Regions from separate parts of the Sus scrofa genome. Here regions 1 and 2 are each linked to region 3. A link is a contact called in public HiChIP or PLAC-seq data. All regions are on one chromosome and are shown on one strand. Each heading gives the region's core, a stretch centred on a gene start, on an enhancer-like site or on the middle of the called end of the contact. The rest is flanking DNA. Distances are from core to core; before and after follow the strand shown.

Region 1 (4,522 bases), core at 1,745-4,244, 250 kb after region 3:
AGGCGCTGTCCTGTCCACCGGGGCCCCCCTCCTCGGGGCCTCAGCAGCTGCATTTCAGATGCAAATAGGAGAGGGGGGTGCGGGTGGGGGAGGGGAGTGGAAGGGCCCAGGAAGCTGACGTGCAGGTGTTGAGGATTCCAGACAGCCCTACAACGACGGGCTCTGAAAGCACAGAGCTCTCAGACAGAGCAGGCTTGAGAGCGCTTGCTCCGAGGGCTCAAGTGGCCCCGCAGCTGCACTGGGCATTCCTTTTCAGAGCCATCAATGGGCCCTGTATTGAAAATACGAAAGCCGGCAAATGGCACGTTCAGAGAAGGGAAACGCTTTGGAAGTGGAGCACATACCAGGCTGAGGGGACTTTGCCTGGGTCGGGCTCATTATTGAAATCCAGGAACATGCATAAAATAGATATTCGACCTACGACACTGGCATCCTGGGGTTGGAAGGAATCCAGGAGTCGAGTCCAGCCCTCTCGTTCTGTAGATGAGAAAAATCTGTGCTGGGGGCTGAGCGGCTGGCCCCAGGTCACGGAGTGCATGAGAGGAACAAGGAGGCCAAAGGTTGGAGGCAGCAGCATCTGTGGAGCCCTCTCTGAGTTGGAGACCATTCAATATTTTGTGTGCATGATTGAATTTGCACAACAGACCGCTGAGGGAGTTTTCATTATTTCCGTGTTTCATATGGTGACACTGAGGCTTCAGTGAACCAAAATGTGTCTCAAGTCAAAAAGCTAATAAGTCCTAGAACCATCGTCAGGATTTGAACCTAGGTGTGTATGTCTTATTCCCAAACTCATGGTTTTTGTCATTATACTTCATTCCTGCCTCCTGGGCCAGTATTCTTTTCTTTCAAATTCGAGCACGCATGCACGCATGTGCGTGCACACACACACACATCTATATCTATGCAAATAATGTTTCTATTCCCACAGGTGTAAAATGCATGAACATTATATATCTCAAAACATGAAACTTTTGACTTCAGACATAAAATTAAACTACAGCACTGCTGAATTTAGTTATGGAAGTGTTGTTTAGATCATTAATAATCGCTTGTACTATATCTGGCACACAGTATGTACTCAATAAATATTTGGATTTAAACTGTTCCTTTTTATTTGAAAAGGTGCTTTTCCTTAGAAACAGAACGTAGTGTCTATCAACACCATTACTCTTTTAAATCCTGAACGTTTGCATTGAACCTGTGTGTACGGGCCACATTCACACGTATTAGATCATTGCGTCTTAGTGATCCCTATGGAGAGAATGTAGTCAGGGCCATTAGTGCCATTTTATAGGTGAGAAAACTGAGGCTCAGGGAGATCAAATTATTTTCTCAGAGAAAGCTTTGAGGTGAACTTGGGTCTGCTCACGCCAGCACGCTGGCAGAAGCTGTTTAGGGAGGGGTAGCTGATGATGGGGTCAGAGGAGGGGAGCCACCAGCCTATGGGTTCATCTGTCTTACCTCCTGAAAGATGCTACGGTCTGATGGGTAGAGCTCTAGATTTTCAGGCAGACAACCCAGCACTGTGGGTGTGTGAGTGTGGGGTTGGTGCCGGAAGGTGCGGGGATCACAGAGAATGACCTGGGGGAGGTGAGACTGTGTGGGTGGCTTCCTTTGCACAGATGTGTCACCCTTGGTGCCTGCCTGAGGCTGGTGGCCATACCCATGTGAGTGCCTGCAGACAAGCCCCACACGGGTGGACAATACTTATGACTTGCTGGGGAAGTGACCAGAGTCCCAGCCTGTGTGGTATAGGTCCTGGGTTTCTGAGTCCCTCTGTAGAGCATTGGCTTTGAGCAGTTCTGTGACTTCAATCAGAGCTTCTGAGACGACAGCCACTTTGCAGTGTGGGTGGACCCACAGTCCTACTCCTTCCTTGGGAAAAATAACTCAGCAATATCTCTTGCTGCTGAGTGGGCCAGGTGTGTGAGCTGAGTGGAAGCATGATGCAGTATAAAATCTGAGGTTGACAGAGTTGTAAGTTACCTGGATCAGATACCTAGTTTATGGATGGAAACACAGAGGATCAGAGGACGAAACTGACTATTACTTCATGCCTGTTTTTAACATTTCATTTATTCAAAAACTATTTAAGTAGGTATTCTCTGGGAGGGTTTGCCTCCATGTATCCCCAGTCCAGTGAAGACAGATACACATAAACAAGAATTCACCACGCCAACAGGTGCTTAGTGAGAGTGACCATGTTTTGAGAGAGGGCTCAGAGAAGGAGCTGCCAACTCCTTTCTGGGAATCTGAAAGGGCCACCCAGCAGAGATGAAAACTGAGTGAATCTAGAAAGATAAATAATTTTGTGAAAGGCAGAAAAGTGCTCACCTGATAGAAAGAACAACGTGTTCACAGATCTAGAGGTGGAAAGAGTGCATGTGACGCCAGGACTCAGGACTGGCTCCAATCTAGGGAGTGTCTCTGTGCATCAGAGTTTGCAGGATGGGGTCAGCAGGCGAAACCAGAAAATGGGCGTGTCCTGGATCATGAAGGGCTTCATTCAACAGACTAAGGAGTCTGAACTGTGTCTTTTTGGCTGCTCCAGCCACATGCAGAAGTTCCCTGGTCAGGGATCAAACCTGTGCCACAGCATTGACCCAAGCCATGGGAGGGATGATGTTGGGTCCTTAAGCTTCTATGCCACCATGCAACTCCTGAATTGTGTCTTATAGGGATTGGGAACACATTAAGGGATATTAAGCAGGGAGATAACGACACTAGGAATGAGTTTGGACATAGCATTCTGTAGACAGTCTGGGAAAGACTGAAGAGAGATAGGAGGCATGGAGGCTAGTTTGAAGATGCTGGAGCATCATAGTAAATTATGACAAAAGCCCAGCCAGAGTCAGCTGTGGTGGGGAAGGCAAGGAGGAATTGGAGTGAGAAATTCAGGAACTGGAACTGACGTGGAGAGTGGAGTGATAGGGGCCCAGTCTGGGTGATAGGGTCGATGGTAACCAACCAACCAGGAGAAGGGATGACAGAAGTGGATGGGAGGGCACTTAGTGTTCAGTGTTAAATTTGTTGCATGTGCAGGGCTTGGAGATATCAAAAGGGTGGCATAGGTGGAGAAAACAGTCTGCAGGCGAGGAGAGAGGCCAAGTTTGGCAATCAGGAGGCTGTCAGGATCAGAACCCATACACATGGATTTTGGAGATATGGGACACTTTTTAAGAATCAGTTCATCCAAAGTGGTGTTCAGATGTGTCTCAGACCTTGAGCTGAAAGCCTCCAGGGGGCAGACAGACCCCCAGCATCTGCCCTGGGAGGCTCCCCTGGGCTGGCAGGGAGTTATCTCACTGTGAGATTAAGTGAGGGGGGTCAAGGGAGAGAGCTCAGGCCCCTGCCTGTCTGTACCACGTCAGAGCCAGGAACTCACCAGGGCCAAGCCCCTTTATCTTGGAGACATCCTTCATCAGATATGGTTCACTCATTTCCGCTCCAGCCCCCATGCCTTCCCACCACCACCACCTCCTCACTTTAGTCACTGGAGCTGAGTCATCCTATGAGCCTATTCCTGTCACCTTCCCCTCCATCAGGATGGAAAGGGTTTGGGTAGGAGCCACAGGGCATGGGTATTGCCATCTGCTGGTCAGATTGGAACAAGAGAATGGGTCTCAGCCTCTGTTCCAATTCCTTTACCACTGTTTGCTTCCTAGGAGGTTGAGGGAGAAGTAAAGCTGGCCAGACTCTGACTCCCAGAAAGGAAAGGAAAAAAAGGAACTAATGTGGGTGGGGAACCCCTGCGGCACCAGGCAAATGCCAAAAGCCTTGGCATCCATTTCCCGTAACAATGGCCTTAGGATGGCCTCAAAATAACACCTTAGCAGTGGTATTATCCTCAGATGGGGAACATGAGGATCAGGAGGTTAAGCCATTTTCCCAAGATCACAAAGCAGGTATATCTGAATGATTTCAAAGCTCACACTACTTCCACTACATTTTCGCATCTATTGCTCCATCATCCCTGGGGGAGTATGGCATAAAAGTCAACTCCTGGCTGAATACTTACCATGTGTGAAGCACAGCACCAGAGTGGTTAATAGAGGCATCTTGCTCTTGAGAAACTTTATGTCCTGTTGGAAATGCTTGATCCTTTGATTTAATCACTCCGTTTTTCTGAGCATCACCTATGAGCAGACCCTGTATGGGGGCTGTGGAGATGGGTGATGAGAATAGCATGGATTGGTAGATGTTGGGGCATTGTTGAATGGTTGAGACAAGTTTTAAAGCCCCACTAATGACAGAGAATTATTGAAGATTTGAGTATTTATGTTTTTATGCTGACTCATCAATCCTCCTGTATTCACTCCTTTTATTCCTTCCTTGATATCAGGTGCTAGGCTAGAGGGTTTGGGGTACAACAGAGAGTAAAAAGTAGGGACAGCCTCTACCACCAAAGAGATTAGTGACCCATATCAGATGGTCACAATTCAGTGGATGTTTGCAAACTTGGAGAGTGTTCAAAAGGGAAGGAAGGTAGTGTGAGAGACCATGGAAGAGGGGGACATGT
Region 2 (4,900 bases), core at 2,085-4,584, 140 kb before region 3:
ACCCGCGTCCCCACGGACACTAGCCAGCTTTGTCAACCACTGAGCCACGATGGGAACTCCAAGAAACATTAATTTTGATTTTATTTGTTTAACTGAGCATCAGTCTTCTACTAAAAGGGGATAAAATATGTCCTACTTTCAACAAGACTAAAGTGAATATAAGTGGGGAAAAAGTAAGATAAAGATTTGAAAATGTTAATTCACCATGCACATTTGTAGTATAAACTTTATTTGTAGAGTTTTTTTTTAAAATGGGTTAATATTATCCTTGCAAATTTTCTATAACTCTAAAGTTATTCCAAAATAGAAACTTTAAAAATGGGTTAATATAGGATATAGTGATTTCCAAAGCAAAAAGGCACATTTCCAGAGCAAGCCCACATTGCCAACTGACTGTAGAATCCTGGCCTTTTCAGAAATTCTGTAGATATAAAGGAAGAGGCAACTTCTGAGAGAGTAAGAAAAAGGAAAATTTAAGCATCCATATGCAAACCATTGACTTGATCATATTTTCGGTATCCGCAGCACCACATGTTACCCTGACAGTGTACTCCCCATGGAGGCAATTCCAGCAACACCTCCACTAAGTGCCAGGGTCTGGGCAAGTATCTGCATATGACCTTAACAGCATCTTCTCAAACCATTCTTCCGTATTTTAACAATGGGCCAGCGACACCATTCCCAGGATTTATAATGAAATTTAATGACACATGCTGTATCCACCATCTCCAATGCCATATATCTCCCATTCCTTTCTACCAAGCCACCCCTTTATTTTCATCTTGACCCAGCTAAAATGTCTCTGATGTTGTGAACAATCCCCTGCCTCTCTCCAAAAAGAGTAGGTTAATTTTCAGGCTCTTCTATGACTTGTTTCATACTGATAAAACTCTGCACATAAGCTATTTAATCACCTGCCTATCTGCCCCAATAGGCTGGAAATTTCTAAGTGGTCTCACTATACCAGCACTATGCCTGGCTAGGAAGCCCTTAGAAAAACATGTTACACATGAATGGGTGAATGAATAAATGCTGATCTCCTTGGTTACTACTGATCCCTTTCTAGAATCTCTGTATCACCCTTCTAAGCATCCATTGAGGCAATTGCCTTTTTTTCCTCCCTTATTTTAGAGATATAATGAATCCTGTTGATAGATTTCCAGATATTGAACCATCTTAGCAATCCTAGAAAAAAATCCTGCTCAATCATAGTTGTAAAGTTTTGGTACACTGATGAATTAAATATGGTACTTTATAGAGAATTTTTGTACGTATAATCATAAGTAAGACCTTTCTACAGTATTTTTTCTCTACTTGTTTTACTTATCATTATAGGTTTTGATATGGGGGTTTTGTATCCTTTTCTACTGTTTGGATTTATTTATTGATGAGATTGAAACTATCCAATCTTTAAATGCTTTATCAGAATTCAGTGACACTTTCTTTAATAATAGAGATTAATCATATTTCTAATAACTTCTACAAAAATCATAGGAGTTTTACACTTCTTTTGAGGTCATTTTTCAGCATTTATATTCTGCTGGAAATTCATCCATTTCCTCTAGGTTTTTACCTCTGCTCCCTTCCATTCAATTAAAAATGATGTCTTATCAACTATGTACCACTGAGATCCTGAGCATCACTTCCTACTTGTCCTGAAAGACATAATCACATTCTCTATCCTCCAGTTCAAGTTATGTGCCCATTCACTACACTTCCACAGTACCTGGAATACCGCCGACATCATGCTCATCACATGTCACTCTGCCTCTCTGCTTGCCTGTATCAGAAACTAAACTCTTGAATCCTTGAGCATAGAGTAATTATCGTTCTCTAACATCAGGGCCTAATACATGATAGGCACTCAATAAAAATGTCTGTTAATTTAATGCATGAATAGATTTATTTGCCTAGCAGTGGAGCTGCATAAAAAGCAAAGTCTCATCCTATACTCAGATGAATCAGATTATCATCCTGTATTCAAGGAATTCTAAGCCTACCTGAAGAAGATATATTTTTCTATGTGAAAAGAGACAGAGAACAACACAAAGTGTACACACACACACACACACACACACACACACACACACACACAAAACAACGAACTGGGATATGTCACAGGATCTAGCACAGAGGTAACCATTAACAAGGAATTTGAAAGCTAGGTAGCTCTGAAAGATAAATGGAACAAGCAACAAAAATAATGCCTGGAAATTCTGGAACAGAAGGAAAAAGGAAGTCATTTCAGTGGGACAGGGTATAGACAAGTTTTATTGAAATGAGGGACTCAGAGAGAATATTTGGGGAAAATATTTGGAAGATTAAATGAGTTGTGCTTTTTAAAGATGTCATATAAAGAAAACAAAAGAAGCTTATAAAGGGCGGAGAGGAGTTCCCATCATGGCTCAGTGGTAACGAATCCGACTAATATTCATGAGGACTCGGGTTTGATCCCTGGCCTCACTCAGTGAGTTAAGGATCCAGCATTGCTGTGAGCTGCGGTGTAAGTCACAGGTGCCGCTCAGACGCTGCGTTGCTGTGGCTGTGGCATAAGCTGGCAGCTGTAGCTCCAATTTGACCCCTAGTCTGGGAACTTCCATATGCTGTGGGTGTGGTCCCAAAAAGCAAAAAGAAGAAGAAGAAGAAGAAGCAGCAGCAGCAGCAGCAGCAGCTAGAACTATTCTCTATAAACAGGAATAGGAGTTCCCATCATGGCGCAGTGGAAAAACAAATCCAACTAGGAACCATGAGATTACAGGTTCAATCCCTGGCCTTGCTCAGTGGGTTAAGGATCTGGCGTTGCTGTGAACTGTGGTGTAGGTTGGAGATGAGGCTCAAAGCTGGCATTGCTGTGGCTGTGGCATAGGCCGGCAGCAATAGCTCCTATTAGACCCCTAGCCTGGGAACCTCCATATGCCGTGAGGCCCTAAAAAAAAAAAAAAAGAAAGAAATCTAACAGGAATAAAAACTATGTAAGAAAAACTAATCCCTGCAGGATGGATCCAAAGAAGGTGTTAAATACAATAGTATAGACATAGTCCTTTTGACCTTTAACCAGAGAGGATACTCATTTGCAGAATGAATGTCTGTAAAGTCCCATTCAGCTCTAATATTCTATAGTGCATTCCTTCTCTGAAATCTTAAATAAACCCCTTCATTTTGATAAGTGGGTTTGCGGAAACCTCACAAGTTTAGTGAATGAGCAAACTACAACATTTCCATGGGGTTTCTCAGTTTCTCAGAAAGAGACCCACTGTAAACACAAAGATAAGCACTGGGGAGAGTTGGTTTTGCTGGACCAAAACTTACTCTGCTCTTACTTCCTCTGGTCCTAGACTGGTTTCACTCTAAGCTTATAATCATCATGAAAATAAGAAGTGAAAGGAAAAATCTTCACAGAGGCTCTGAAAATATACAAACACCATCAGAAGAGTGGAAAACAAGAGAAGTGACCCTTATCTAAGCAAGATGCCTAAAGCTGAAGGGAGTTAGAGGACTGGGGCTCCCTAAGCACTAGTCTTTCAGGAACTGTCCTCAAATGCAAAGCAAAGAACCTAAGAGGTTTCACCTCTTGCTGCTCTGTTGCTCTTCTGTCTTCTCCTCCTAACTGTTCAGTGAGTACAAGAAAGCTACAGAGTGACAAAAAATAGCAAGCATTTATTGAGGACTTATTATATGTGATGAAATTTTCTACTGGCCACATAATCATCCTATTTATTATATGAGGTAAGATTATCATTCTCCACATTTAGCAGATCAAGAATATAAGGCTGTAAGAGTTAAAGAAACTTGCTCAAAGAGACACTGCTAACAAATAGCAAAGCTGAGGCTTGGACACAAGTTTTGGACCCCCAAGTCCATGGTCTCCACCATGGTACAGCCTCTCTATAGGAAAAAGGAAAAGACCAAAATCCAAAGGAAGTCATCACATAGAAACAGGAGGTTTTGCTTTTATATCCATTCGTAGCTCTTGGGTGCTACTTGCCGCAATGTCTTCTCTGCTTTGTTCCATCAAATCTATCATGAGCCACACAAACTGATAAAGCCAAAAGTCTGACCAAACTGATCAAACATAACCAAACACAAACAACTGCAAAAGGCCATATGACAACCAAGACCCTTCCTCACCAGAGGGAATACATAAGACTACAGGTAAAGTGACATTTAATACTAAAAAAAGTTACCAAGCCTTGCTAAAGATGGCATGTAAATGACAAGTCACTGTCATCCACAAAAATAGAATGAACTAGTGTTTGCTCAAGTTTTGCTTCTTTTCTAAAATCCACAGTGTACTCTTCTTTAAATATTTACTTAGATTACCAAAATTTAAAAACAACCAACCACCCATTGCATGGTATTATCTAACACCAAGTACTATAAGCTTAAGGAAGTGGTTTTCAAACTGTCTGCACACTAGATTCACCTGGGAATCTTTATGTATGTATTCTGATTCAAGTGTTGCTAATGATTGACTCAGAGTGTTTATATTAATCTTTAAATCATGTTGCATTAGTCCCTAAATCTCCCTTGGCAATTAACCCAAGACCTGGCTCTTGGTCAATGTTTGCTGAATAAATGAATGATACTGAGGGACATGGCAGGTATTAACATCACCATTTTATTGATGGAAGATTTGAGAAGCTGAGATACTTTGCGACTTAAACATCAGATGTAGTTGATAGCCAACTAAACTTTAGGATTGTCCACTTAAACAACTGAGATTTAAATAACATTCTCCTATATTTTAGAGATGTTTCACTATCTTCTCTCTTTATATAAAAATCAGTGCCTTCCTAAAATTTCAAAACTGCTTCCTTAAGGGGGTATTAAAATGCTACACTGAGCTTCCCCTTATAGGTTACAGCTAATTATCCTTTTCTCCAACTTGGAACTCAGCTCA
Region 3 (5,022 bases), core at 1,344-3,843:
TGTTAATCACAAACAAATTAGTGCAATGAAGTGCAGAGTGTCTGTTTCCTAGAGGCGTCTGAAAGTTACTGAGGCTGATGATTACACGGGTTTAAAAGTCACCATTCCACTTAAAGGTCAGAAAAATGAATAGATGAGGAGAAATACCTGTCTGTTCCCAAAGCTCTCAGGTACTATGGATTTAATGTTAATGGGGAAAAAAAGTTGTGGATACTCTCACTTTAGAGATGAAGAAATGACAAGGGATAAAGAAACTTGCTCGAGATGACAAAACAATTAAGCAGCAGATAGAATACCCAAGGGATACTCTAAGTCATCTCTCCATTAGAAAATCCTTACATTGTATCACACTGTTTTATGGTATCAATCAATAAATAAAATGGAAAATTTGGAATAATATTTCAACAATTATAGTCAAGAAACGGAAATCTTTCTGTTTCCCTAACATATGAATTCATGGACAAAGGACAAATGTAAGGGTAACATTATACATATATATGTATAATGTTTTTTAGGGCTGCACCTGTGGCATATGGAGGTTCCCAGGCTAGGGGTCAAATCAGAGCCATAGCTGCTGGCCTATGCCACAGCCACAGCAATGCAGGATCCGAGTCATGTCTGCGACCTATACCACAGCTCATGGCAACGCCGGATCCTTAACCCACTGAGTGAGGTCAGGGATAGAGCCCAAATCCTCCTGGATCTTAGTTGGATTCGTTGGGTTCGTTAACCACTGAGCCACAAATGGAACTCTGCGTAACATGACATATTTGCCATTACTTGATTTTTTAAAAGCTGGGCACAACCAAAAGCAGAGTTATTTCGACCCACAAGAAACGTCGGGGTTTGGAGAAGAATACACACTTTCTTATTTGATTATTAAGTTCACTCTGCAATCTCCACTGTACGGGAGGCATTCTCACACAAGCTGCCTCCTAAGAGGAGGTGAAAGTCCTTGTGGCCTAAGACCTCATTCTCACAGCCCACACTTTTTTTTTTGTCATCTCAAGAGTGACAGGCAACAAGAGGGCAAGGATCATCCCAAAAGGACACATTAACTAATTATGGATTGCAAAGACAGATCATAAGAAGTGAAGGAAGAGAAACAGAAACCATTTCACAACTCTTTGCCCTCAAATTTCTCAGTCTTCCCAGACCCTGCGTTCTGCAATACCAACACCCATGTCCTTTGAGATGTGCTCTCCCATTAAACGGCCCCAACTTGCAGTTTTCTATCAGTATCCAACAAGGTGGGAAAGGGCTGCCAGTTTCTTGTGAATCCTGAAGATTTCCTTTATGAGTCATGGGAAACTGAAATAACTCGGGGGGCGGGGACGACTTTAGAAAGAAATACAGTTTTAAATCAGTTCCCACTAATTTGTTCTGCTGTGTGGTACAAGTCCTGAACACAGGAAGAATTAAGTTTCTAGAGTTGACGCAAAAATGGGAGTTTTTGTTAGGTTCTGTCAATTGTCACTGTGGCATTTCTTATTAGGATTTTTCTTACTGTCATTTTTTTTGTTAAATTAATTATAGTTTGATCAGTGTCAGAGCTATTTTGAATCCATGGGACTTTCCTCACCAGATTGTTTTGGCATTTTAAAGTCACTCACATTCAAGGCCTAAACAATATGGCAAGTATCTCTTTTTCTCTCTCCTTTGTACACAAATTCTAAACAAAGGAACCATCTGTTCTCACTCTAAAAACATCAGCCCTTGTTTTCATTTTTCCATTAATAATAATGCCTCGAACTTATAGCATGTCTTTTTCCAACTTGCTTATTAAAGCATTTTGGAGATATTTCCTCATTCATCTTCAGTATCACCCCTGGTAAACCAGGAAGCAAGGGGAAATGTTTCCCAATTTTTAGTTAGATCAGCGGGCTATCGGATGATTAATGAATTTTGTGTAAATGACTACAATTAAGCCTTAAAAAAGAAGCATGGCCATCACCTAGCCCAGCACTGGCTCTTCCATATATAAAAAGAAGACCCAGAAAGGAGAAGTCACTTCGTAATCTACCCCCAACTGTTAAGCAGCCAAGGTAAGAGAACCGTGTCTTACACATTTTTGTGTCTCGGGTACCTGACATGTAAAGAGTGCTCATTTACATATTTGTTGAATAAATGAAAATTTTGAGGGTAGTTCTGCAGGTGGTTGTACAGAACTGGGGTCAGAGCTCTGCTCACCACCCCCCATTACCTAGTGTGTTATTTTTAATAATACCAAATAGATGTAAATACAAAAAGAATTAAATAGAGACACCACCAAAAGGGGTTGGGGAAGGGGGCAGGGATGTAAGATAGGGGCCTGTGTCTAGACATGAGAAATGTGTTGAACAAATCCAGCAGGCATCACCAAGTTTGAGCATGCAATGGTCATGCTCAAATGCCAACTTATATTAAGGCTGGCTCTCTAAACTCTCTGCATTCCTTCTGTGCCCCATATACTTAGGGATTGATGGAACTATCCCTTAACCAGGACCAGACTGGAAGAAATGATGTGTCTTAATGCCAAAGGACTGAATGTCTCTGTAACACCCCTGAGCCCAAAAAGACAGCACCCTCCACCCTGAGATTTCCTGCATCACTCACTATAACCCAAGAGCACTCAGCCTCAGATCACAAAATTTACCACGCCAGAGTTTTCCAGTGAGCAGAGAGGTCACTGAAATAAAACCTTTTTTCCATGTGCCTTACTAGAAATCAGCAACTCATTTGGCACATTTTCCCTTATTTTCAGAACACCCTATTCCCCACTGCTCCTCCTTGAAGCTAAAGGGAAAATAAATTGTTTCCAGAAAAGCAAGTTAACTGTGGGATTCTGTCATCCGAATTGCATACTAGGAGTTCTAACAAAGTCAGCAGCTCCCTAAAGAGTCTTCAAAAATAGATTGTCTGTGTAGACGAGAAAGCTAGAGGTCCGAGGAGAAAAGGAAAAATCCTTTTTTTAAGTAAAAGAAAAGAAATCATAGAACGAGAGAGAATTCAAGTATGTTTCAACGTAGTCTCACATAAGGTGAATTCATCTCAGATGTGAACAAGAAACAAATGAGGGACAAAACACAAATAAATGCAAATGAACCTTCCAACAATTTGGATGATTTTTTTTTCTCGAAGGGGTAGGTGGGTGGGCATGGTGCAGTGGGGGAGAGAGGAGAGAAAGATTTGGGAATAAGGATGGAGCCACTTCAGCTCCCAACACGCTGTGTCTGACTTGGACACAAAAGCCGCAGGCAGTGTCTGGGATTGTTCAGCACACAGTAGGAAGCATTTAGATCAAGCCAAGAAGTCTCAGCAGGAGAAAAAAAGACACTTCAGGAGAAAAAGTACTTCAGGGCAGACAGTTGTACATACACAGGGCAGTCTCAGCAGGCTGACTGCATCTTATATCAATAGCCTTTCCTGGCTCATCACACTGGGTTCCTAGAGGCCTTCAGGGTGAAAGCTGTCCCCAAGACCATTCATTAATCCTGCAGCCATTACCCATTGACCCTCTCTCAATACTTTCCCAACAAGTTTGCCCTTTTCATACATACCTCTTCCTGCTCTCAAGGCTACCTCCAAAAATATCACCTTGGACTTTGCATACAGCCCCCATAAACCAGCACCCTAACGTTTAATGTTTAAAAGCGAAAGGTTCCTACATTAAAAAACATGTATAAGAGCCACAAACTGGCCTTCATCTCCAATTCTAACTTTTCGAGAGGATCACTTGGAAGCTGGCTATTGGGGAGGTCAGTTGAGTGTTCATCTGATGTCTGATTAGGTCTCTGTCATGTTTGCAAGAACAGAAGCCCTGCGCTTGGAACTCTCTCAGCCCTTGACAAGCTTCTCCTGCCAAAACCACATTTGAGAAAAGAACCCAAGAATGTCCAGATGCTTCCTCTCCCATGAGCAGCCCTACTGGCCAACCAGTAAATACGTTTTGATACCGATAACTAGTACTTTTCAAATAAAAGTTCCTATCAAAGGATGTTGCTGGTTTGATATTCTAACTACTCATTTCAAGTTGGGTGATTGGGAGCAAGGCTCTCAATGACTCAACCACTCTGGACATTAGCTTCCTTTTCTACAAAATAAAGCAGTCCAACACAATTTAATAAGCTTTAGACCTTCTCCTGGCTCAGAAATCCTTTGCCTAACTATTGAGTTCCTACTAGTAAATGATCTGCTCTTTCCCTGTTAGTTTGTTCATCTTCATCCTCTCCCTCTCTCATTCTCTCTTGTGCACACGTCTGAGCATTCTCTCTCTCAAATACACACACCCACACACAATCACCCCAATGACCCTCTTATTCAGTCCACAACCTTGTTATTCAGGAAGCTGTAAGCAATCCCTACCCACATTCCCTATCACTGCTTCTCTGCTTAAAATTTGACAACAAAAAAATTTTTTTAGGCAAAAGAGGTAGGAAAGGAGTAGATTGGGATTTGGACAGGAGCAAATGCAAACTATTATACATAGAATGGACAAACAGCAAAGTCCTAATAGCACAGTGGACTATATTCAATATCCTGTGATAAACCATAATGGAAAAGAATATTTAAAAAGAGAAAAAATATATATACATACATAGCCAGACACCAGAAACTAACACAACATTGTAAATCAACTATACTTCAATAAAAATTTTAAAGGATTTTTTAATTAGTTTATAAGAGAAAAACCGGGACCCATGGCTCCCATTTACACATAGACCTCACCTTTAGATGAGATCCTCTGTGCGCTCCAGCAGTCTCTTCTTCCCCCGGCCACAGAGGCAGCCACCTGCCAAGGCTCCAACTGCTCAAGTCCAATCTCTACCTATTATTCTCTGACACCTTGAACAAGTCATTTTACTTCTCTGGGCCTCAGTTTCCCTATCTGTAAAGTGAGGTGTGTGGGATAAAATAAATGCCAAAGCATATACCAATTCTGACATCCTACTTAGAGCTCTAAAATTTCACTAGAAATCAAAGCAGACACTCTCCAAAGCCCTCTCTCGGGTACTGGTGTTTATCTACGGGCTCCCAAGTAAA

What was found. HiChIP or PLAC-seq counts read pairs in DNA pulled down with a chosen protein or histone mark.
Region 1: an H3K27ac HiChIP or PLAC-seq map of alveolar macrophages shows a contact between it and region 3. The contact joins two enhancer-like sites. A contact is called at or near these places in 2 of 2 datasets of contacts at active chromatin or transcription factors (alveolar macrophages and skeletal muscle).
Region 2: a contact with region 3 is called in an H3K27ac HiChIP or PLAC-seq map of alveolar macrophages. The contact joins two enhancer-like sites. A contact is called at or near these places in 1 of 47 Hi-C or Micro-C datasets (epiblast stem cells) and 1 of 2 datasets of contacts at active chromatin or transcription factors (alveolar macrophages).

The regions. Positions count from the first base shown.
Region 1 is chr13:125,618,038-125,622,559 of Sscrofa11.1, reverse strand. No RefSeq gene overlaps it. Among named protein-coding and RNA genes, the nearest start is that of LPP, 160 kb to the left of the region's middle. Within about 2 kb of position 2,994, at least 17 of the 83 cell types and tissues checked have an H3K27ac peak or open chromatin away from gene starts, as enhancers often do. A contact at or near this core is called in alveolar macrophages, where this site is marked.
Region 2 is chr13:126,006,260-126,011,159 of Sscrofa11.1, reverse strand. All of the region lies in intron 2 of LPP (lipoma-preferred partner), which reads right to left. Among named protein-coding and RNA genes, the nearest start is that of LPP, 230 kb to the right of the region's middle. Within about 2 kb of position 3,334, at least 3 of the 83 cell types and tissues checked have an H3K27ac peak or open chromatin away from gene starts, as enhancers often do. A contact at or near this core is called in alveolar macrophages, where this site is marked.
Region 3 is chr13:125,868,777-125,873,798 of Sscrofa11.1, reverse strand. All of the region lies in intron 2 of LPP (lipoma-preferred partner), which reads right to left. Among named protein-coding and RNA genes, the nearest start is that of LPP, 89 kb to the right of the region's middle. Within about 2 kb of position 2,593, at least 6 of the 83 cell types and tissues checked have an H3K27ac peak or open chromatin away from gene starts, as enhancers often do. A contact at or near this core is called in alveolar macrophages, where this site is marked.